Linked DNA regions of Mus musculus: regions 2, 3 and 4 are each linked to region 1. A link is a contact called in public HiChIP or PLAC-seq and promoter capture Hi-C data. All regions are on one chromosome and are shown on one strand. Each heading gives the region's core, a stretch centred on a gene start, on an enhancer-like site or on the middle of the called end of the contact. The rest is flanking DNA. Distances are from core to core; before and after follow the strand shown.

Region 1 (4,897 bases), core at 1,743-4,242:
TGGCTGTCCTGGAACTCACTCTGTGTACCAGGCTGGCCTCGAACTCAAGAGATTTGCCTTCCTCAGCCTCCTGAGTGCTGGGATTAGAGTGTGCCATCATACCCAGCCAACACTTTTTACGTAGTTTTCCTTTCTTAGGTTTTTGTTTGTTTGTTTGTTTTGTTTTTTGGTGGTTCTGGGGATCTTTTGCAGAGCCTGCAAAGGACAGACAGACTTTCTATCACTGAACTAGAGCCCTCCCCATCACTGCACTGGAGCGTTCTTATTCTCTATTTAGATATTCCACATACTATTCTGAAAACTGTCCTTCCCCCCACCCCTTCATTTTCACAGAGAACAAAAAGCTAGGCATGCTGGCCTATACCTTTAATCTCAGCACTTTTTGTTTTTTGGATTTTGTTTTGTTTTTTCAAGACAGGGTTTCTCTGTGTAGCCCTGGCTGTCCTGGAACTCACTCTGTAGACCAGGCTGGTCTTAGACTCATAAATCCGCCTGCCTCTGCCTCCCGAGTGCTGGGATTAAAGGCGTGCGCCACCACTGCCCGGCAATCTCAGCACTCTTGAGGCAGAGGCAGGTGGATCTCTGTTGAGTTCAAGACCAGCCTGATCTACATAGCGAGTTTCAGGACAGCCAGGAGGCTATGTAGAAAAATCCTGTCTCAAAAAAAGAAAAAGCAAGAGATAACAAAATACATGCACACTGATAAATGTAGTTAAAATTTTTTAACATAACATTATAGACAGCTTAATGGCACAAGCAAACCTTTGTCACCCTCAAGCCCACAAAAGATGTTCTTGTGAGAACTCCATCTTTGGTTGGGGGGTGGAGATGAAGTGTACCCTCCCACCAAGGTAGTTGAATTTACAGAACCTCAATGGTCAAGTGGCTAACAGGTTGTATGGCCTCTTTTGCTGAATGCTCACATCCAGTTCAGACCAGGGCCGAGGGAGGCTGCCTAGTACCTGATGGATGCGGGGACTCCTGGGCACTGTCAGCCAAGACTTGGCCTACATGCCTGGCCTGGCCTCTCTGGTAAATGGGGGAGGAGCTGATATTCAGGCCTGATGCTGATCCCTCCTGACAGCTGCTCCTAAGGCTGGCAAGGCAGCAGCAGGCAGGGGGGGAGGGACCAGATTTAAAGATCCAGCCGCCCTGCCCCCTGCCAGACTTGGGTAAGCCGGCATCGGTGAGCATCCTCTGAGCATACAGTGCCCAGGCAAATAGGTCAGGGACCCCTATGCTCTGGTGTCCACTTCTTGGCACCCTGGGCGACACCCAGTCTTCATTTCTGTTCCCATTTCACAGGCCAACAGGGAGGACAGTGCCCCCACTATGAGATTTCGACGCCTGACTCCTGGCTACTTCCGGGTGCTACAGGTAAGGAAATCTACCTACCTCTTCCTCCCAACTTCCCCCAACGACACGTCTGATACCCCCAACAGTCAGGCTGTCACGTTCCCTGCTGCCTGACTAGCCGGGACCCAGATGGGCAGTGAGGCGAGAAGGATTGGGGTGGAATCTCCCTGGGGCAGAAATGGCGCCTGCATCTTCTTTACCCAGCTGCGCCATCTTATACCCTTCTTCCTGCCTAGAAGCCTCAGTTGACCCTTCACGTGCACCCTCTGTGCTCTCCCAGATGCAGGTGGCTGGGGAGCTGAAGGCAGAGCCCCGGAGTCCCCTGGTTGGGATTGTGGCTACATTGTTGGCTGTCCTCGGGTTAGGTGGCTCCTGCTATGCAGTATGGAAGATGGTGAAGCAGCGGCAACCATCACAGGCCCCGTGATGAGGCGGGTAGCCTCTCGCCCAGGCTTGGAGGTAGGCGATTCAGGGGAGGGGGCTGCAATATCCGAATCCCACTTTTTTCCCCTTGGGGATTAGTCTCAGCCATCGCTAGATCCTACTCCCAAGTTTTACGCTGTACCTAGCCAGACTCCAGCCTAGATCCAAAGAAGCAGGGGGAGGATACCCGTTCCAAAGCTGGACCTAGTAGGGAGTAGACATCTTGGCCCAGAAACCCCTGGTAAGGGAAGTTAGTATCGGAGGTGTGCCCTCTTGTCCAGGTCCTTTATTTTGGGCAGAACACCCGGAAGAGAGCATCTCCGCAAACCGGAAATCCAAAATACACACTCTCAGCTTGGCTGATGAACCACTGCCCATGGGCAGTTCCTCTGCCCTGCATCCTTAGGCCACTCAGGTGGACGTGTCCATCTCAGGGATATCAGTGGACACTTCTGTGGGCACGCCCAGCCGCTGGGGTTGAACATACGAGCCCATGCCCGCTGCCCTCTCAGCTTCTTCCTGACTGTAGGGTTCGACACTCAGCTGCTTCAGCCTGGGAAAAAGAAGAGTTGGAGATCGGAGCTCACCGAGTGCAAACCCTTCCTGCATGGCACCCATCCGCCAGTCCTCTACTGACCCCTCCATACCTTTTCTTGTGGTCTTTGGATCGGAAATGGGTCTTCAGGTTGGCTGAATCGATGAAGTACCTCCTGCAGGAATGTAGGGTGAGGGAAAGAGTGAAGGGGTGAGGTCTCTCACACCTCCCTGGCCCTAGCTCGTTCCCAGACATCGGATTCTGAACCCGAAGTGATAAGTGGCGGGTTGACCCAGGGATCCCAAGACAGAACCTTCTAGCGGCTCGCGGCCCGGACCTCGCTGCCCCTAGCTAGTACCTCAGACCCTGCTCCTCCCCAGGCTGGACTCACGCGCAAGCCAGACAGCGATGCAGGCCGCCCCCTGGCAGGTCCGGGTCGGGCTCCGCGTCCGGCTCCGGCTTGGGCCGCGGGAGCCCCTGCGGCCTCAGCTCGCGATGAATCTCATCCAGGTCCGGCCGCCGCTTCTTGGCCTTCATCTGGCGGGCTAAGGAATGTGCTCGGTGCGCGCCGGTCCGCCGAGAGCGACCCATGATCAGAGAGACACCCACACACAAGACCAAGAAACAGGGAGTAGGGAAAAGACCCACACGTGTTGGCGCTTCCGGGCCGCCCAGTGACGTCACGAGAGGCCCGCCCGGGGGCGGAGCAGGATTGGACAGACTGCCTCTGATGACGTCACGGTCGGGTTGGCCGTTTGAGCGCCCCCAGATGGTCGTCGATGATAGTGACTGGGCTCTCGCGGGGCGTGAGCGGGCTTGAGGGGAGCCGGTCCCACTATTCTGCCCGCCCCATCCTCACTTGCCGGTTTCCACACCCCGAATTTCAGTGGTAGGGGATGCTTTTAACGTCTCTGGAAGCACTGTTGCTTGTGCCATGAATAAATTACTTCATAAATGAGAATTAGTGTGGAATCATGGATGGGTCACCCAGAGATACCCCTAGGTTCTAACAAAGAGCCTTGTTCTCCTCACCTACCCCCCACTGGCGTTTCATTTTACATCTCTCCTCTGTTCTCCCTCCCCCACTCTCAAGCAAATTCCTGGGGCAAAAAGCAGAAAATTGTTTCACAAAGAATCTACCACCTAAGGGGTCTGTCCTTGAAGAGTGCTCAGCTCTTTTTACAAAAAGAGCTTTTTGTCTGTTGTTGGTTGGTTGGTTGGCTGCTTGCTTGCTTGGTTCTTCAGAACTGGGGTTGGTGTCCAGGGCTTCATATAATCCAGGCAGGCAGTCTAACAGAGGAGTTTGGGGTGGGGCACCACATCACTAGCCCAAGAGGAAATGTCCCTAGAAGAAGCCCCCCACCTTTGCTTTCTTTCTTTATGCCCAGGGAGGGCTGGCAGGAAAGGGGGAAATGACCAAGAAATGGTGCCTCTGCTCATCTTGGCCTGGTGCCTCTCAGGCTGGCCAGAGCCAGCTCCACTATATGGGGGCAGAGGACCTCAGCAATAATTAAGCATTCTGGCTCTTTGGAACCAGTTGCCAGGAAACAGGGAGTGAGGCACGTGCATCCCTGGGGAGAACAGGTTTCTAGGCCAGACCCGAAGTGAAATGGAAGCCCAGCGTGCTGACTGGAGGTCTGGGATCTTCCAACTCCAACTTATGAGGACTGGGTAGACACAGGGTGGGACCCTGATGAGGACCCAGCTAGAATGGCAGCGATCACAGGATGCATAGGTATGGCTCCTGGACTCAAGACTCCACTCAAGTGGAAAACTTTTTCTACAGCTATTGAGCCGCCATCAGTATTCCCGACTGCAGGCAGAAAAATGGACTCTCCAAAAAGCTGACTTTATTAACTTTGGCCAATTTGGGTCAAGACTTGGGGCTGAAATGGCACAAGCCTGCCCCAACCTCAGAATCCGTGGGATCAAGTTTACCTGCCTGGCACTGTGCCAGCTGGGGAGACTGGTGCATCTTTCATGAAGTCACCGGATCCCGGGGACAGGCTCTTGGTTCTTCCAAGTTTCTGGGACCAGAGCCACTGGTGCCCACTGAGCTACCAGCCTTCTGTGCCTGAGTGCCAGGACCCTTTTCCCCTGCAGCCATGAACCAAGCCTTCTGGAAAACTTACAAGTCCAAAGTGCTACAGACGCTGAGTGGAGAATCTGAAGAGAACTTGGCAGAGGAGGTGGGTACTGTCCTTATTTTCTAGGCCAGACAGACAGCCAGCCAAGGTAGGGAGCACAGAGAGCATTAAATAGTCTGGGGAAGAAGACAATTGTAGGTGGGCTTCCAAACAGCACAGCGCAGCGACAGAGATGTTCAAGAAAATGAAGGAGAGCTAGGGCCATGAGAGAAGCAGTCGCTGACTCCAAGGATCTCAGGAGCTGCCATACGAAAAAGATCGTTCCAACGCCAATATCGGCAGTAGACACAAAAGTACGTTACACTTTATACAGCTTTCTAGTGGACAAAGTTAAGCAAAAGTGGGATCCCTTGCCTGCAGAGTAGTGAGCTCCTGTTTATGGCAGTAGGGAGTGGCTCTCACCCTCTGCGGACCACAGTAGCAGCATCTGATGAAA
Region 2 (5,433 bases), core at 832-3,331, 520 kb after region 1:
AGAAGCAGGGGCATGCATTCACTGAGACCACCTCTAGGCAAGTAAGACAAGCACAGACACTCCCACAAAAGTTCCAGACCAAGCAATACTCTTCCCGGCAAAGGAATATTGCGAACTTGACACTTAACCAAAGATAGGCCAGGTTTCTGAGGAGCTCATTGTGAGCACAGAGCTTTGGGAGGAGCAGGGAGAGAGGAGAGCGCTGCATCCCTCCAGGGTACAGACAGGCTGAGGCCCCCATCTCAGAACTGGCCAACCTGATAAGAATCAGGTTGAATCCAGAGGACATGGACATAACTATATGGCGGTGCACACCTTTAATCCCAGCACTGGGGGATCAGAGGCTCAAAGCACACCTGGTCTACACAGCAAGTCCTAGGCCAGCCTAGACAACAAGAGACCTCATCACCAACCTGTAAAATAGACTAGCAACATCTTAACTGACACCTATCCCTGACCAGCCTCATTTAAACTCACTATCTGACACCTCATGACTGTGAACTTCTGATTTGTAGGCTTCCAACTCCCTAGTTCTGGGAGTACAGACACGAACCGCTACACCTGATTTGTTTAGTGCCGATACTGGAACCAAGAACTTAAAGTACCACGGGCTTCCTGCAAGCTAAGGCAAGCATCCTACCAAACACAACACACACATCCCCAGCCCCGCAGGAATTTTATCCCTATTTTCCAGGATAGGAAACAGAATCACTAAGAACAAGTGATCGGCCTTAAGGCTGGAGCTGGAAGGGAAACTTCTCACCATCCAAAATGTACCCTGATGCCCTAGATTCATCCCCTGCTTCCTGGCTCCCTCCCCTTCAGACCTCTTCCCCACCCACCCTTCTCTCTCTTGTCCCAGTAGAAAAACCACAGGGTTCGTCCACTGGAAGAGAAGGTCACACTCAGAAGCCCTGGTCACATCCCACGAATTTTTGAAGGGCTATTTTGGTAGTTAAGTGTGGAAGTCAGTACATGCCCTGCCCAAGGGGCCTCTGACCCCACCCCCGCCAGTAGGCACCAGCACGCGTTCCCGATGCCAGTCAGGGCTAGGAGGAGCCCACAACTGGAACACCACAGTGGGAATGAGGAGGGGCAGGGCGGGCTCCCGAGGCCCAGACACGCTGGCGCTCCAGGGACTAGGAAACTCGGGCTCCCCTGGTGGAGCCCGGCAAGGGAAGGTGCTGACGAGAAGCTGGGGGCGGGGAGGGGGTACTGTTAGTGGGAGAGGTGGGGGGCCCCAGGTAGGTGGCAGGTGAGGGTGTGCCGCGAGCCCGGGTACTTTGGCTTCACATCAGAAAGGGAAGGCCTGGGTGATCATCCCACGCGAATGAAAAGGGAGGAGGGACCTAAGCTAGGTTTCTCAGGCCTCGGGGGAGGGTGCCAGGTGACGGCTCTCCGAAAGTAACCCGAGAGGTGGCTGGGGGAGGCTCCTCTCCACCCTTCCAGACTCCCGGGAGAAATGGCAGCGAGTCTGAGTCTGCCTTTTGCCTAGGTGCCCAGGGACTCGGACCAGCCCCCAAGGAAAAGTACGGAGGAAAACAGGGTTTGTAAATAGCCTGGGCTCCAGCCTCGCCACCTGGACGCGTCCAGAGGGGAGGAAGCGGGACCCTGAATGGCACCCGGGCTGGGATCGCCCCTCGAGGCAGGGACCTGCGAAACTCCAGCGTCCAGAGGGGACCCTGTAGGTTGTGCTGGAGTGGGTAGAGAGGCTCTAGACGTCCCCTTCGCGCCACACCTGGGGACCCCGAGTTAAGCCTGATCCCTGTCGACCTGCCCCAGACGTGCAGCCGGACATGACCCCCGGCCCCGCCGCGCGGGGCGGGACGAAGCCACCCAGTCCACCTTGGCCCGGAGCTCGGCGGAGGCCCGACCCGGGGCGCATACACTCACTGCGGTGCCGGCCGCCCGCCCAGCTCTGCTTGGCCAGACTGGGGCTCCGGATTAGCGCGCGCCCCGCCGACTTGAGCGCGTCCATGGCCCGCTCCGGTTGTCGCCGCCGCCACTGACGCCGCTACCGCCGCCAAAACTCCTCCAGGAAAACTTTCCGCCGGGCCAGGCGGCGCGCGCCCGCTGCGCTCCTCCCCCGCCCTCCCCGCGACGTCTAGGGGCGGGGCCGGAGGGGCTACGCCCACCGCCACGCCCCTAGAGCGCAACCCCGCCCTTCCCGGACCTGGACCGGCTCCGAGGCTGCACGCGCGGTGTTCCTAAACTCAGAACCCACCAAGGCTCCCAGCCCAGCGCCTTTCCCCGTTCTCTAGCTACGGGATCCCATGGCCTTCTAGATAGCTCAGCTAAAAGGCACCTGGATACCGTTTCACCGATGGGAAGAGTGAAAGGTAGAACGATAAGGGTCTTGTTCAAAAATAAGAGAAAGAAAAAAACGATAGATGGGAAGGAGAGGGTCGAGTGGATAAAGGCACTTGCCGCCAAGCTTGACAATGATCCCGGAGACAACACGGTAGAAGAAGAGAATCAACTCCTGCAAATTGTCCTCTGACCTCCTGGCGCTAACAGTGGCACCTCCCCCATTGCTTACATACACAAAATAAATGTAAATAATTAAATAAATATGAGTGAGGGGCGCACCAAAGCAATGGGAGTCTTTGAACGAGGGAATGAAGGCCGCGAATTTTGCTGGGAAGGATCGGGAGTGTATTGGTAGATGCCCTTAGCAGCTTTCTTAGCTGTCCTCTGCCCCCACAGTCTCAGGGACATTGCAACCTTAGACGCAGACTCAGGCATGCTGTGTGACCCAGGCTGTCCTTCCCTGCTCTGAGTCATGATATCTGTCAAATGAAGCGTGATCCTATCTGTAGTGCACCCACCGGCCTGTCTGGGCAGGCCCTCGGTGTGTAGCCTTGCTCTAGCCTGTTTCCAAGGCAGCACCTGCTCCAGCCCCAGGAAGCTGGTAATTTAACTCTAGAGCCAGGAGCGATGGCTCAGACCGGTAATCATAGCGCTCATGGAGCTGAAGCAGGAGGATTCCTGCAAGTTCCAAGGCATCCTGGGGTATAGAGTGAAACTTTGTCTCAGAAAACCCAAATAACAAAGAATTCTAACTATTAAAAAAAAACCAAGAAAACAAAACAAAAAACCAAAAAACCCGCTAACCCTTGGTTCAGACTGTGCCCAAAGGAGTCTGGCGTTCACTACCTGGCTTCCAGAAGCTGGGCTTCAGCAGCGCAGCTGTGACCTCTGGCTAGTTTCAGAAGCCAGCAGATCTCTTCTGGCTGGGAGACACACATGCTGTGTGCTCTAGCTGCCCAAGGAGGCCTGGCTCACATTCCACTCTTTCTAAACCTCCTGTCTGTTCCAAGTGCTCCGCCTGAGTGGACAGTACAGCCAGCCATAGCCTCCTTTACAGCAGGAGACACGACATACCTGTGGTTCCCCAAGAGTCAGAGAGTGATGCCTCAGTGGGAATCCTAGTGGGGGGCATGGTCTGGCCATTATAAGTTTCAGCTGTAAAGGAGGCAAGAAGACCTTTCCCATGGAGCTGTCCTGTGTGACTGGAGTTAGAGGCGATAACTCCTGCCCCTGCCCTCAAAAATCCACCCACCTTCTCCAGGAAGCTCTCCTGGACCACTGTCTCTGGGTTAGATTTCTCCCCATGGGCTCCCATTGCTTTAAACTTGGAACATTATAATGCTGTCCCCCGTGATTCCCCCATGCATCAGAGACCATGACCTCAAGGACACAACGGTATGAGGGGAGTTGGAGGGCTGTCAGCAGGCAGGGAGGGCTGCTCTTTCCTTCTCCTGACCTCTCCAGGTTTCTACCATACCAGGTTGGTGAGTCATCTATCCCCTCAGAAGGCTCAGAAGTGAGTAGAGAGGTGACAGCTGACCCCCAGCTTTCTTGTCCGGGGTCAGCTAGATCCTAGACCAGCAGACACATATATATATGTATATATACATATATATATATGTATGTATTTTTTTTTTTTTTTGAGCCTGGAGGGAAAACAATCACCAGGGCCACGAGCCCAGGAGCAGCTCAGTGGTGGTGTCTGGCTGGCCGGGGGAGACATATGGACCCGGTAATCAGACCTGCCTGGGAACTGTGTGTGGGCAGCAAAGGCTGTTTAGCAGCTTTGTGTGTCCTTCCGGAGGTGACTTGCTGGGAGTTGTCAGGCATGTGTCACCTATGGAGGGGCAGACTGCTGGGGGCCCTTCTGCTGCGCCCAGAAAGAGAAGTAGAGACAGACGGTCAGGGCTGCAAGGGGCCCAACACTGAGTCGCTCTGCCCAAAGCCTCATTTCACAGGTGAGGAGGCAAAGGCCCAGAGAGGAGCAAGAGCTTGCCCAAGGTCACACAGCAGGCTAGGACCAGCAGCCAGGGCTCTAGCATCCCACATGTAATACTGGGGTGCTTAAAACTACGGGACGGGGGCAGGGAAACCACACTCAGTATTCAAGACAAGGCTTTAAGGTTGTTTTCTCTGTTTGGAGTGTGTAGCTTTCTACTGACTTCTGATTCACTACGTAACCCAATGAAGATGACCTTGGTCTTTCTGCCTCCAAGTGCTAGAATTTACGGAGACTTTCCCCTCGTGCCAGGTATGTGTGTTGCTGGGCATTGAACGCAGAGTCTCGAACACATTAGGGCAAGCATCTTACTAGCTATATCCCCAGACCTCTGGGGTTTTCTTTGGGTGGCAGTTGTTTTGCTTTAATTTATATTCTTTAAGGCACAGTCTCACTATGTACTTCTGGCTGTCCTTGAACTCACTCTGTAGACCATGCTGGTCTCGAACTCAGAAATCAGAGATCTACCTGCCTCTGTCTCCTAAGTACTGGGTTTAAAGGCAAGCACCACCACACCCGACCCGACCCTCCTGTTTGTTTTTTAATTTTTCTCTTATCTGATCTAATTTTACAAACACTTCTACAATGACTGTGAGCCCCTTAGTAATAACAAAACAAAAATCTATGACGTGGGAAAAAGGTGATCCCAGCAGGAGTGGGCAGCTTCTGGTTTTAGGCAAATGGTTTCTTCTTTTCTCCTCCTGAGTTTTTTTGGTTTTTTTTTTTTTTTTTTTTGGTTTTTCGAGACAAGGTTTTTCTGTGTAGCCCCGGCTGTTCTGGAACTCACTCTGTAGACCAGGCTGGCCTCGAACTCAGAAATCCTCCTGCCTCTGCCTCCCAAGTGCTGGAAATAAAGGCGTGCGCCACCACTGCCCGGCTTCTCTTCCTGAGTTTTCTCCAGGACCCCGGTGAGAGAGCAGGAGACAAGCCGGCTGGACCATTAGCCTCTCTGTATAGAGACTGAGAGAGAAGCAGGGAGCCTGGCTGAGGAGCCAAAGCCTGGGCCAATCCCTAGAACCCACAGAGTAGAAGAAAGGAGTTCACTTTTCAAAGCTGTCCTCTGATCGCTATGCCCACACGCTGCCCCCCAGGAAAATGAATAAGTAAAATGTAATAAGAACTTT
Region 3 (5,138 bases), core at 2,190-4,689, 610 kb before region 1:
TTTTAATTTTTATTTATTTATTTATTTATTATATGTAAGTACACTGTAGCTGTCTTCAGACACTCCAGAAGAGGGAGTCAGATCTTGTTACGGATGGTTGTGAGCCACCATGTGGTTGCTGGGATTTGAACTCTGGACCTTCGGAAGAGCAGTCGGGTGCTCTTACCCACTAAGCTATCTCACCAGCCCCCCCCCCTCTGACCTTATTTATGCTCCAAAAAAAACTTCACAGATGAAGACATTCCAGAAGTTTAAACAATGTGGGCAATGCAGGTCAGGAGCGTTCACTGTGATGTTCACGGCACCAACTGCAGCCAGCCCCTGCCTTCCCACTAAAGCTGGAGGGGATTCGACAGAGTGGGGGCTGCAGCTTGGGAGATGCATCTATCAGGAGGCTAGGAGCCAGCCATCCTTCCAGGGGTCCACAGAGGCAGGGAGTGAAACCAGGCCATCTGCACACTGCTTCTGAAGCCTGCGGAGGCCTTTCCTCAGGACCAGAGCCTGCCAAAGCCAAGGGCTCCTAGTGGGCTACCCTCTGCCCAACACATTTCTTCATGGCCAACCCCCCAACAGAACCAGCCAGGTCCTAGTGTTATGCTGGACAGCTCACCTAGTTCTCACACAAGCAGGCGCCTGGGGAATAAAGCCTGGGACTTGTAGAGCCCTCGGGCAACACCAACAGCAAGATCTAGGCTCTGATTTCCTCTGCTAGATTCAAGGTCACCCAGTCAGGGTGCCAATTACAAGCTGGCATCTCCACACTCCCAGCGAGTGATCCGTGCACTTGCAGTGTTGAGCACTGACCATAGGTATCCCTTAAACTGGCTCTAGGCACTAAATGCACAGCACTGTGCAGATTTCCTATGTTCTTGAAGAAAACACAGGCACGAAATGGCCAATCAAGTGTATACGTATAGTACAGGCAGGCAGGGAGAGATCAAAATAAGTGGACCATGAGGGTGCTCCAGAGGCCCTGAGGCAGGAGCAAGCCAGCAGGCCAGTGCACTTGAGAGGACAACTGGGCAGAAGACGACTGGGCAGGAGGACGAGAGGGTGCCGAGGCCACAGGAAGCCAACATCAGAGCCGGGGCTCTAACTGAGAGGGAGAACCGGGAGCCAGAAGTCTGATGTCCAGGGGTTATGTCTGCTGTGTGGAATGGGAAGTGTGGTAGAAGCTGGGACGCCTGGTAGGGTGTGATGCAACTTCCCAGCCAACAGGGAAGCAAAACGATTCGCAGTAGGAAAGGTCCTCCCCCAAGAGCCAAGTACCTTCCCAGAGCAATGAGGAGTGAGCACTTCTTGCCAACCCTGTCCTCACTAAAGGTGTGTCCACCGAGCAACCCCAAAACACCCAGCAGGACTATAGGATGTCACCAAACCCTGTCCCCAAAGCTGCCACCCAAGTAACAAGAGGAGAGAAAAGTCAAGGTGATTGGCCTGTTCTCGCTAAGCGCAGGAATCCTTCCTTCCTGGCTCCGGGCAGCGCAGTACCACTAGGAAGATACCCAAGTCCAAAAGCAGTATAGAGCAGCCAGCACGCCTTCCTCCTGCCTGGGCCATAACCCTGGGTGTGAGCACCACAGAGAATGGCCTCAGGGCTCTGGAAAAAACATTTCCACAGCACCCAAGAAGCCATAGTCATAGCGAGGTGAAAACGAAACTTGGCCCGAGGTTCAGGCTGGGATCCCAGTGCTCCTCTGTGTAAACCACCCTGAACTTTTTTTTTTCTTTTTCCTGTCCTGATCCAGTGGAAGGGCAGAGCATTTTGGGGGAGGATGGAAAGGAAGGATGTCTTCACCTTGTAGTTACAGAGACATAATCCAGGTCCTGGAAAGTGATCTGAGAACTGGTCTTTCAGACAGCCTCATCATGACATGCGTGCCCCCCTCCCCCAACCCCGGGGAAGTAATAGCTGCCAACATCAAGTGCTAGAAGCTTGGACGAAAAAGAATAAATAAATAAATAATGAATATATCTGGAAAAAAAAAAGCTAAAGGCTTGCAAGCATGACCAATCTCAATAGAACCCTGTCGGGGGTGGGTACTATTAAAGTCCCCATTCTACAGGTGAGGGCACTGAGGTTTGGAAACGTAAAATGACTGCCTGCAGGCCACACAATTAGTGGGAGGTGGAGCTGGGACTGGAGCCAGAGATGGAGTTCTTAACCATAATGAATAATAAAAGAAACCAATAGGAAGAAGTAGGAGGGAAAGGTGGGACTCACCCCGGGTGCGTTCAAGTGGGGGTGTATGTGCCCTCAAGGAGTCACAGGGCAAGTGACTCCAGCTAGAGGCTGAGGGTGGGTGGAAACTTTGGATGCATGAGTGGCCCGAGAAAACTATAAGCAGCCACTCCTCCATCCTTCAGTCCTAAAACGGAGCTACAGTGTAGGCCAACCCTAGGTCACTGGGAAAAGGTCAGAAGCCCATAGGGGCAAATAAGACAGGCCGTGTGAAAGCACTCAGGTCTCTTTCCTGAAAAGGATCTTGATGCCGCCCGCTGTCCCGGTGGTGGACCGCCACCGAGGGATGCAGAGTGTCCGGAGGGGAAAGAGACAGGGCAGGGTGGGAGACACCTAGAGGACTAGGGAGCTAAGAGAGCGTCGGGAAGAAGCTTTGGAGAAACTAAGGAAAGTGCTGGAGAGAGAAGGGCCTGTCTGAGAGGCCCAGAGATGCTTTAGGGAGGACTGCCTCCGGGCCTAGGGTGACCATGACTGAGGGAAAGCGGGTGTGGGAGCCAGGACCCTGTAGAACCTTGGAGGGACTTGAGAGGACGCCTAGAAAAATTCATGGTAGGGTGTCCACAGCCAAAGGACACAAAAACTTACTTGTCTGAGGACAGGAATGAAAGACGCCTAGAAGGGTCAGAAAGAGCCTGGGATAGGCAAGAACCAGCCAGTGAGTGACCGCAGGTGGACCTGAGGGACCCGGCAAAAGCTGGTGACCCGGGCGGGGCACCCAAGGTCCGGGTGGCGAGAAGGGGTTCCGGGGTTCCGGGGCGGCGGGCGGAGGCCCGAGGGCTCACGGATGCGGGCGGGGAAGGAGCGGCGGCCGGGGACGCAGTGCCGGGGTGGGGGTGGGCGAACTCACTCGAAGACGAAGAAGAGGATGGTGGTGCTGAGGATGAGCAGCAGCGTGAGCGCGAAGACGCCGCCGTGGCCGGCCAGCATGAGCCGGCCTCCGCAGTAGAAGCGGTTGCGGCCCGGGAACACCTCCCACTTACGCCGGGGCCGGCGGCCCAGGCTCCCGCTGCCGCTGCCGCTGCCGCTCCAGCGCGGCGCGCCAGGCGCGGGCCCGGGGCTTGGAGCAGGGGGCGCGGCGGGGCCGGGGCGACGCGCCCCGGGGGAGGCGGGCGGCGGGGCGGCCCCGGGGCTTATCTGCTGGTACTCGCAGTCCTTCATGCGGCCGGCCGCGGGCCTCGGCTCCGCGCCCGGCCGCTCCGGGACCGGGCCGAGCAGCGGAGGTGGCGGCGGCGCGCGCGGCGCTGGCGGGCGGGCAGGCAGGCTCGCTCGGGTTGGCCTCTCCGCTGCCGCCCCGCCCCCGGCTCGCTCCGCAGCGCCTCCTGCGCCCAGCCCGGGCTCTGCAGATGCGGCCTCCAGGGCTCCCTCAGCTGCCGGTGCTCTCAGACCCTGCCTTAGGAGTCAGAGATTCAGGGGACAGCTCAGGCACTCCAGGCTCGCCCACCTCTGAGGGCAAGCTGGTAAGGGTGCTTTGAAAGTTCCGAGTGTCTAAAGGGGTGTGAGTGAAATATCCTTTAGTCTTTCCCTCCCTGCTGTCCTAGGTTCAACCCTGGGTTCTAGATAATCCCCAAATGGAGATCATGCCTAAGGGCCCCAAACTTTTTTCAGGTGGGTGTTTTCACAACAGACCTAACCAACCAGGAACTGGGGTGGGCTAACTCCTGGTGACTGAGACAAGTAGGGTTCAAGGACCTTCAGGCCAAGGTCCAAGGTGAATTTGCAACGAGCTGGGCTACAAGTGAGTCCCTGTTTCAGCTGAAAACACACACACACACGCGCACACTATATTTTCTAGGACTCAGGTCGGAAGTCCAGAAATATTTTAGCAAATTCTTTTACATGCATCACCCCCAAAGCTCATAGGGCTAAATCAGGCAGTCTTATCTGGAGCAAATGGGGTCCAGCCTCCTTGCAAACCATTCAAGTTGATGGTGGAACTTATTTCTCGTGATGTGACTGGAGGCCTGGGAGTTTTGCTGAAACTCCACCCAAAGTTACTAGAGCTCATTGCAGTGGCTCACCAGCGAGGTTTCTCTGAAGGACTTGTGCACTTCCTGAACCTGACAAGGAGAGTTTAGCATCCATTTGTGAAAACAGGGATTGCTAGCTGGCTATGGTGGCCCACGCCTTTACTCCCAGCACTTGGGAGGCAGAGGCAGGCGAATTTCTAAGTTCGAGGCCAGCCAGGTCTACAGAGTGAGTTCCAGAACAGCCAGGGCTACACAGAGAAACCCTGTCTCGAAAAACAAAACAAAAGAACAGGGATTGTTTTGCTTTTGGGATACTTGAGTATCCCACCCAGGACCTCACCAGCTGGGCAACCCCTGTCTCTAGCACTGAGCTGCTCCACCTGCCCTAAGACAGATCATTTGTGTTTGTGTGACTGAACGTGCACGTGGGGAGACCGAGAGGGCAGGCCTACGTATGCATGGAGGCCTGAAGAAGGTCTCAGATCCTTCAGAGCCGAAGTTCACTGTAAGATACCTAAATGGTTAGGTAGATGCTGGGGTCTGAACTGGGGCACCCATGATTGTTCGGCAAGTACTCTTAACCACTGTGATGGTTTGAATATGCTTGGCCCAGGTAATGAGAGCACAATTAAATGTTTTCCTCTATAAGAATTACCTTGGTCATGGTGTTTCTTCACAGTAATGGAAACCCTAAGACAGAAGTTGGTACTAGAAGTGGGGTATTGCTGTGATAGGCCTGACCATGCTTTTGTTTGGAGACATGTGGATCTTAGGACTTTGGAAAGCAGTGGAGTGCTTTCTGTGGGGTTTAATGGGCCACCCTCGTAGGGATACGGGAGACTTTGTTGCTGATGGTATTTGAACTCTGGAAGCCTGGCTCAGGAGGTTTCAGAGGAGAAGACTGCTAATGCGTGGCCTAGAGACTGTTT
Region 4 (5,218 bases), core at 2,626-5,125, 610 kb after region 1:
CCAGCAACCACATGGTGGCTCACAACATCCATAATGAGATCTGACACCCTCTTCTGGTGCTGTCTGAAGACAGCTACAGTGTACTTAGATATAATAATAAATAAATCTTTAAGCCGGGCAGTGGTGGTGCATGCCTTTATTCCCAGCACTTGGTAGGCAAAGGCAGGTAGATTTCTGAATTCAAGGCCAGCCTGGTCTACAGAGTGAGTTCCATGACAGCCAGGGCTATACAGAGAAACCCTGTCTCGAAAAAAAAAAACAAAAAAACAAACAAAAAACAATGGTTCTCAACCTTCCTAGTGCTCCGACCCTTTGGGGAGGGGGGAGGACTTTCCTCATTGTACCAAGAGCCGGCAGCCGGCGGTGACCCAGAAGCACTTCCCCAGGTCTGAGCAGAAGAACCCACCAGAATCCGGGACTCACTATATATATAGATATATATAGATATAGATATAGATAGTGTGTGTGTATATATAATGTATATGCATATCTGTATGTATGTATACACGTTATATATGTATATGCATATCTATGTAATATATGTATATATGTGTGTATATATATGTACATATATACAGCATTAATACAATACCTCAGATTAACACTCCCTAGCATCTTGGCCCTCAAACAGAATTCCAACAGAGCTATGATATTGACAATGAGAGATCTCCTCTGACAATCACCTCAGAAATAGCTGCCCATGATTAAAGCACCAGGATTTTTAGAGCAGTGGTTCTCAACTCGTGGGTTGCAACCCCTTTGGGGGTTAAATGACCCTTTCACAGGGGTGCCCTAAAACCATCAACATCAAAAAGCACAGGTATTTACATTATGATCCATAATTGTAGCAAAATTAGTTATGAAGTAACAACGAGAATAATTAATTTTACGGTTGGGGGTCACCACAACATGAGGGACTGTATTGAAGGGTCTCAGCTTAGGAAGGTTGAGATTCATTGCTTTAAAGCAGCACTGAGCAGCAAGTGGTCCCGTGTTATTATTAGTCAACTTTGGCTTTTGATTGGGTCAAATCTAATGGCCTTTCATGCCTCCTTAAAGAATAGGCTATAATAGCAATAATATGGTAAAAAAAATGTCTGAATAAAGCATTGGAATTTATAAGGAGTTCCACAACAAACTGTGTTTGTATATGCACATGTATATTTATATATCTTCAAAGGTCATTTAACGGGTGGGAGAAGTGAGCTTCAAAGTAGTGGATGTTCTACTCGTCCAAAGCATCAGGGCTGGGACTTTGAGTCTGGCCCAGGTCTCTGGTAGGCTGCAGTCCAGTGCTTTTCATCTTAGCAGCTCCCTCACACATGCCAAGGCACAAGAGAAGCGTGAACACAGTACGCCATGGAAGGTTAGGCTATGAAACAGAAGACTAGACAGTGGATATCAAAATTGTCAACACAGCCCTTGGGAAGAGGGCTCCTTTTTAATGAGATGAAATTGGCCAGATGTTCAGAAACAAAACAGGCAATAGATGGCATGAAACAGAATTGAATACAGACTTTAATTTGATGATCAACAGACATTTGATATCCATGAATCCTCAAATGTCCTAATTTATAACTAGCCCACTCATTCCATTTTCTTAACAAATATTGGAAGTTTTCCAACACAGTCCTTAAAAACGGAAAGGGGATAAAACACCGTATGATTTTCCCATTGCGGTACTCCATAACACAAAGAAACAGAGATGGGAACTGAAATACTCTGCCTCAAACAAAAAAGACAGGTAGACATATATTTATGTTCCTTTACTGACATTTAACAAAGAAAGCCCAACAGAGCTGAGAGCAGACAGAGCTGAAGCACCAATTAGGTTTTTGAAGTTTTACACATGAAACTGAATGATGGACGTAGTGTTTTTACTATTAACCTTTAGGGTAAGGAAATTCAAAGGCTAAGTAAGGCCCATTAGTATAACAATAGATCTTCATTAAAAGAGGAACTCCATGTCAACTGCTCCGCTGCTGAGTTACAAGTCATAAACCAGGTGTTTGTTTAAATAGGAAAAAAGCTAAAATACACCAGAAATCAGGCAAACAACACAGCTGTTTCCAATCTTGTCATGAGGGGGCTCATCTTCTGTGACTGTGAATAGAAATTCAAATACCACAGGGTCCTAACCTGCCAACTTTAACACACTTTTTCTATTTTCTATTCTTGCGCTGCTATTAATGGGAAGTTCTTCTAATGTTTTCAATGGCTAAGGAAAAAAGCCTTCCTTCATTCAAGAATTTATAGTACGCAGGCTTGCCTCCACCCATTCAATCTGCCAGAAAATTTTGGGTTTGCTTTTTCAGTTTTACTTATTGTCACATCTGATTCAACAACCATGTTCATCGGTTTTGCTAACAGCTGTGTCCTGACTGACTCCAACACTGTTGAGCAAATAGTATTCACGTTTGTTGAATGAATGGATGCGATCCGTGGCTCCTTACGTATCATCTAGCCTAGGATTTTGACTTCTTACTCCTTTTAAACTTGAAGAATCCCCCTTCATGGTTAGGTAAGTCACCTGCCTGTGGAGGGCAGCCACTTCACACGTGTAAACAACCGCATGTGTAAGGTGTACAGCTATGCTACAACTTGGATGTCATCAGCTACCGCCTGTATTTTTCTCCAAGATTCACAGCAAGACCTAAACCGTAAGGCGCCAAGAGGACTCAAGTAAAGCCTTCAACCGCATGCTGAGCACTCTCTGTCGTAAACTAATTACTTCGCCTCGGAAATAGGCATTTCCAGAAAATAACCTCCGCACACAAATTGGGCTTGGGGAAGCTGTGACAGTCACCGAAATGCCCCATGAACCTGTTGTCCTTCTGTCCAGGAGAAGTGGATTCAATTTCTATTTAAAGGGACACCACTTTCCTTCATGAACAGAGGATTTAAAAAAAAAAAAAAAATCCCCAAACCTGAGTTGGGCGAGAATCCCTGCAAAATATCTGCTTGCAATTGTCAGAATGTTTGCTGAGGAACTGAGAAAAGCCGCGGTCTGGAGCGGTGTCACCGGCACGATCTGGGGGTATCAGCCTTGGGCGCTCCGAGCCAAGGTGGGGACCCCGTGAGGCAGCAGAGCGCAGAAGAGTAGCCGGCGTGGCCCCGCCCCGAGCCCGAGGGTCCCGCGCCCCTGGCAGCTCCTAACTTTGGCGGCTCGCTCGCCCGGCCGCACGCGTCCACGAGCCTCGGGCAGCCAACCCCCGAGCCCAGCGTGACCCGGGCTCGGTAGGGGACCGAGCGCACAGCCTGCTGGGGACCCCCGGGCTTCTGGGCTCCGGGCCGCGGGGGTGCCGCCCCTCCCCCCGACACACCACCGCCAACGGCGGCCCCGTGGCTCCCGCCCGCGCCCGCCGCGCCCTCCGCCTGGCCCTCGCCACACCCCGTGGCCCGGGGCGGACCCTCGGCTGGCTGGCTGGCCCGGCGCTCCGCGGGCGGCGCGCCTCAGGAGAGCCCCCGGCGCGGGCATGCGGCCTAGTCGGGGGGTTACATAACGGGGCCGGGCCCCTTCCGAGCGGCGCCCGGGACCCGCTGGCCCACGCCCGGCACCGCCGCTCACCTGCCGTAGATACCCTCGGTGATCCGGTTCCGCTTCAGGGGGCGGCGGAGCTTACTGCAGTCGGCGTTCCGCCGCTTCATCCTCCCGCTGGGGGGCCGGTGCCCGAGCCGCGCCGCCGCCGCCGCCTCTCACCTCAGCCGCCGTCGCCCGCCCGCCCCGCGTCGGGCCTGAATCCTACCCCTGCGGCCGGTCACACAGACATGGAGCCAGCACCGGGGGGGAGGGGGCCAGGAGGGGGGCGCCGAGCCTCCTCCGCCTTCGGAAACAAAGAAATGACAATTCCGGGGCCCGCCCGCCCCGCACCAGCCAGCCGCCCGCCCCGCCTCCTTTGCCGCGACGGACGGCCCGCATAGCCAATCGAAGGCGCCGCCGCGCCGCGCACGGCCAATCCCGGTGCCCGCTGAGGCAACACGGACCCTTAAGCCCGCCTTTTTGAAGGACAGAAGGACACACCAATCAGGATAAGGCCTAGACGCGTGGCCGGGCCTATCAGAAAAGAGTTAAATAGAGGCTTATAAATAGGCCCTATAAATATAACATCCTATATTATGCCTTGTTGCGAAGGTACGCTTCGCGGTTATTGGGCTGCGTCTCGCCGTGGGGAGGCCCACGTCGGCGTACACCGTGTGGCGCGGCGCCGCGGGCTCCCGCCTGGCGTGTGAGAACCGAACGGCGTGGTGCGCTGCGTGTGGGGACCTTGCGCTGACATGTGCTTCAGTCAGCCGCGTCCTTATGTAAGAGGGCGTCCCGGGAGCGCCGCCGCGGCCCCTTCTGCGGGCAGCCGAGCACGCAGCCATACCGGCCGCGTCAGCCGGGCCACGAATGACAAAGCAAACCACACACACATACACACACACTCACACACACCCTGCCAGCTTCCCGCGACGTGGTGACAGCGCGCCGACCAATCGGAGGTGGTGGGGCGGGGCCTGTGCGGGTCCGCCCCTGGTTCGCGTCACCAGAGAGGGGCGGCCCCTCGGGTGCGCGCGACGCCGCGCGGGGCTGCCGGGGGCGTGTGCGGCGGCGTGGCCGGGCTCCACGTCCGCAGGTTTGCGCAGGCTGAGGGTTCCGCGGGCTCCTCCCCGGCCTCAGAGGCTGCGTGAGGCGGTCGTTTGCTCTTTCCGCCCACTAGCTCTGTAGCTTACCGGTGAGGGCGGAACGGCAAAAAGACAAGTGAGATGCTCAGCGGGGAAACGCGTTTGCTGCCAAGTCTGAGGACCGAGTTCGAACCCGGGAATCCACGTGGTGGGCGGATAGAAGGAACTCCTACAAGTTGCCGCCTGACCTCCCACACGCACGCCCACACAAACACAGTTCCTAAATAAGTTTGGTTTTGGTTTTTAAGCGGCAAAGACTACCGGGCGTTGTTGGTGGCGCACCACTTTGATCCCAGCACTGCAGAGGCATGTGGATCGCTGAGCTCGAGGCCAGCTTGGTCTACGAAGTGAAGACCGCCAAGGCTGTAACATGTACCAACAATTTATATAAACAAACAAATAATAAATAAATAAATAAATAAATAAATAGCAAAACCGGGGAAGTGTGGGAAAGTAGCCATAGGAAGCAAATCACTGGTGGCTCCTGACTACTGGCAGAAGCATTTTAGTGTATGTCTTACACAATTTTCTTGCTTAGTTGTTATTATTTCTA

The links. Promoter capture Hi-C pulls out the DNA fragments that hold promoters and counts their contacts. HiChIP or PLAC-seq counts read pairs in DNA pulled down with a chosen protein or histone mark.
Region 2: an H3K27ac HiChIP or PLAC-seq map of microglia shows a contact between it and region 1, with 7 times the contacts expected there. The contact joins the promoter of Ldlrap1 here to the promoter of Zfp593 in region 1. A contact is called at or near these places in 3 of 39 promoter capture datasets (embryonic stem cells, erythroid cells and liver), 1 of 484 Hi-C or Micro-C datasets (CD4 T cells) and 2 of 115 datasets of contacts at active chromatin or transcription factors (memory CD8 T cells and microglia).
Region 3: a contact with region 1 is called in a promoter capture Hi-C map of hippocampal neurons, with 3 times the contacts expected there. The contact joins the promoter of Zdhhc18 here to the promoter of Zfp593 in region 1. A contact is called at or near these places in 3 of 39 promoter capture datasets (hippocampal neurons, liver and pre-B cells).
Region 4: a promoter capture Hi-C map of liver shows a contact between it and region 1, with 3 times the contacts expected there. The contact joins the promoter of Maco1 here to the promoter of Zfp593 in region 1. A contact is called at or near these places in 2 of 39 promoter capture datasets (liver and pre-B cells), 2 of 484 Hi-C or Micro-C datasets (B cells and embryonic stem cells) and 2 of 115 datasets of contacts at active chromatin or transcription factors (bone marrow-derived macrophages and microglia).

Annotation. Positions count from the first base shown.
Region 1 is chr4:134,242,599-134,247,495 of GRCm38.p6, forward strand. Zfp593 (zinc finger protein 593) reads right to left here and starts at 2,993. Exons shown (of 3, transcript NM_024215.2): 1 at 2,706-2,993; 2 at 2,427-2,489; 3 at 708-2,332. The coding sequence starts at 2,905. The coding sequence ends at 2,191. It overlaps E130218I03Rik (RIKEN cDNA E130218I03 gene), which reads left to right and starts at 1,165. Exons shown (of 5, transcript NR_040436.1): 1 at 1,165-1,224; 2 at 1,306-1,377; 3 at 1,637-1,815; 4 at 2,309-2,504; 5 at 2,825-3,275. It overlaps Gm30191 (predicted gene, 30191), which reads left to right and starts at 4,350. Exons shown (of 4, transcript NM_001372229.1): 1 at 4,350-4,754. The coding sequence starts at 4,665.
Region 2 is chr4:134,765,923-134,771,355 of GRCm38.p6, forward strand. Ldlrap1 (low density lipoprotein receptor adaptor protein 1) reads right to left here and starts at 2,082. Exons shown (of 9, transcript NM_145554.2): 1 at 1,894-2,082. The coding sequence starts at 1,978.
Region 3 is chr4:133,629,990-133,635,127 of GRCm38.p6, forward strand. Zdhhc18 (zinc finger, DHHC domain containing 18) reads right to left here and starts at 3,440. Exons shown (of 8, transcript NM_001017968.2): 1 at 3,090-3,440. The coding sequence starts at 3,400.
Region 4 is chr4:134,849,470-134,854,687 of GRCm38.p6, forward strand. It overlaps Maco1 (macoilin 1), which reads right to left and starts at 3,876. Exons shown (of 11, transcript NM_025382.6): 1 at 3,569-3,876. The coding sequence starts at 3,648.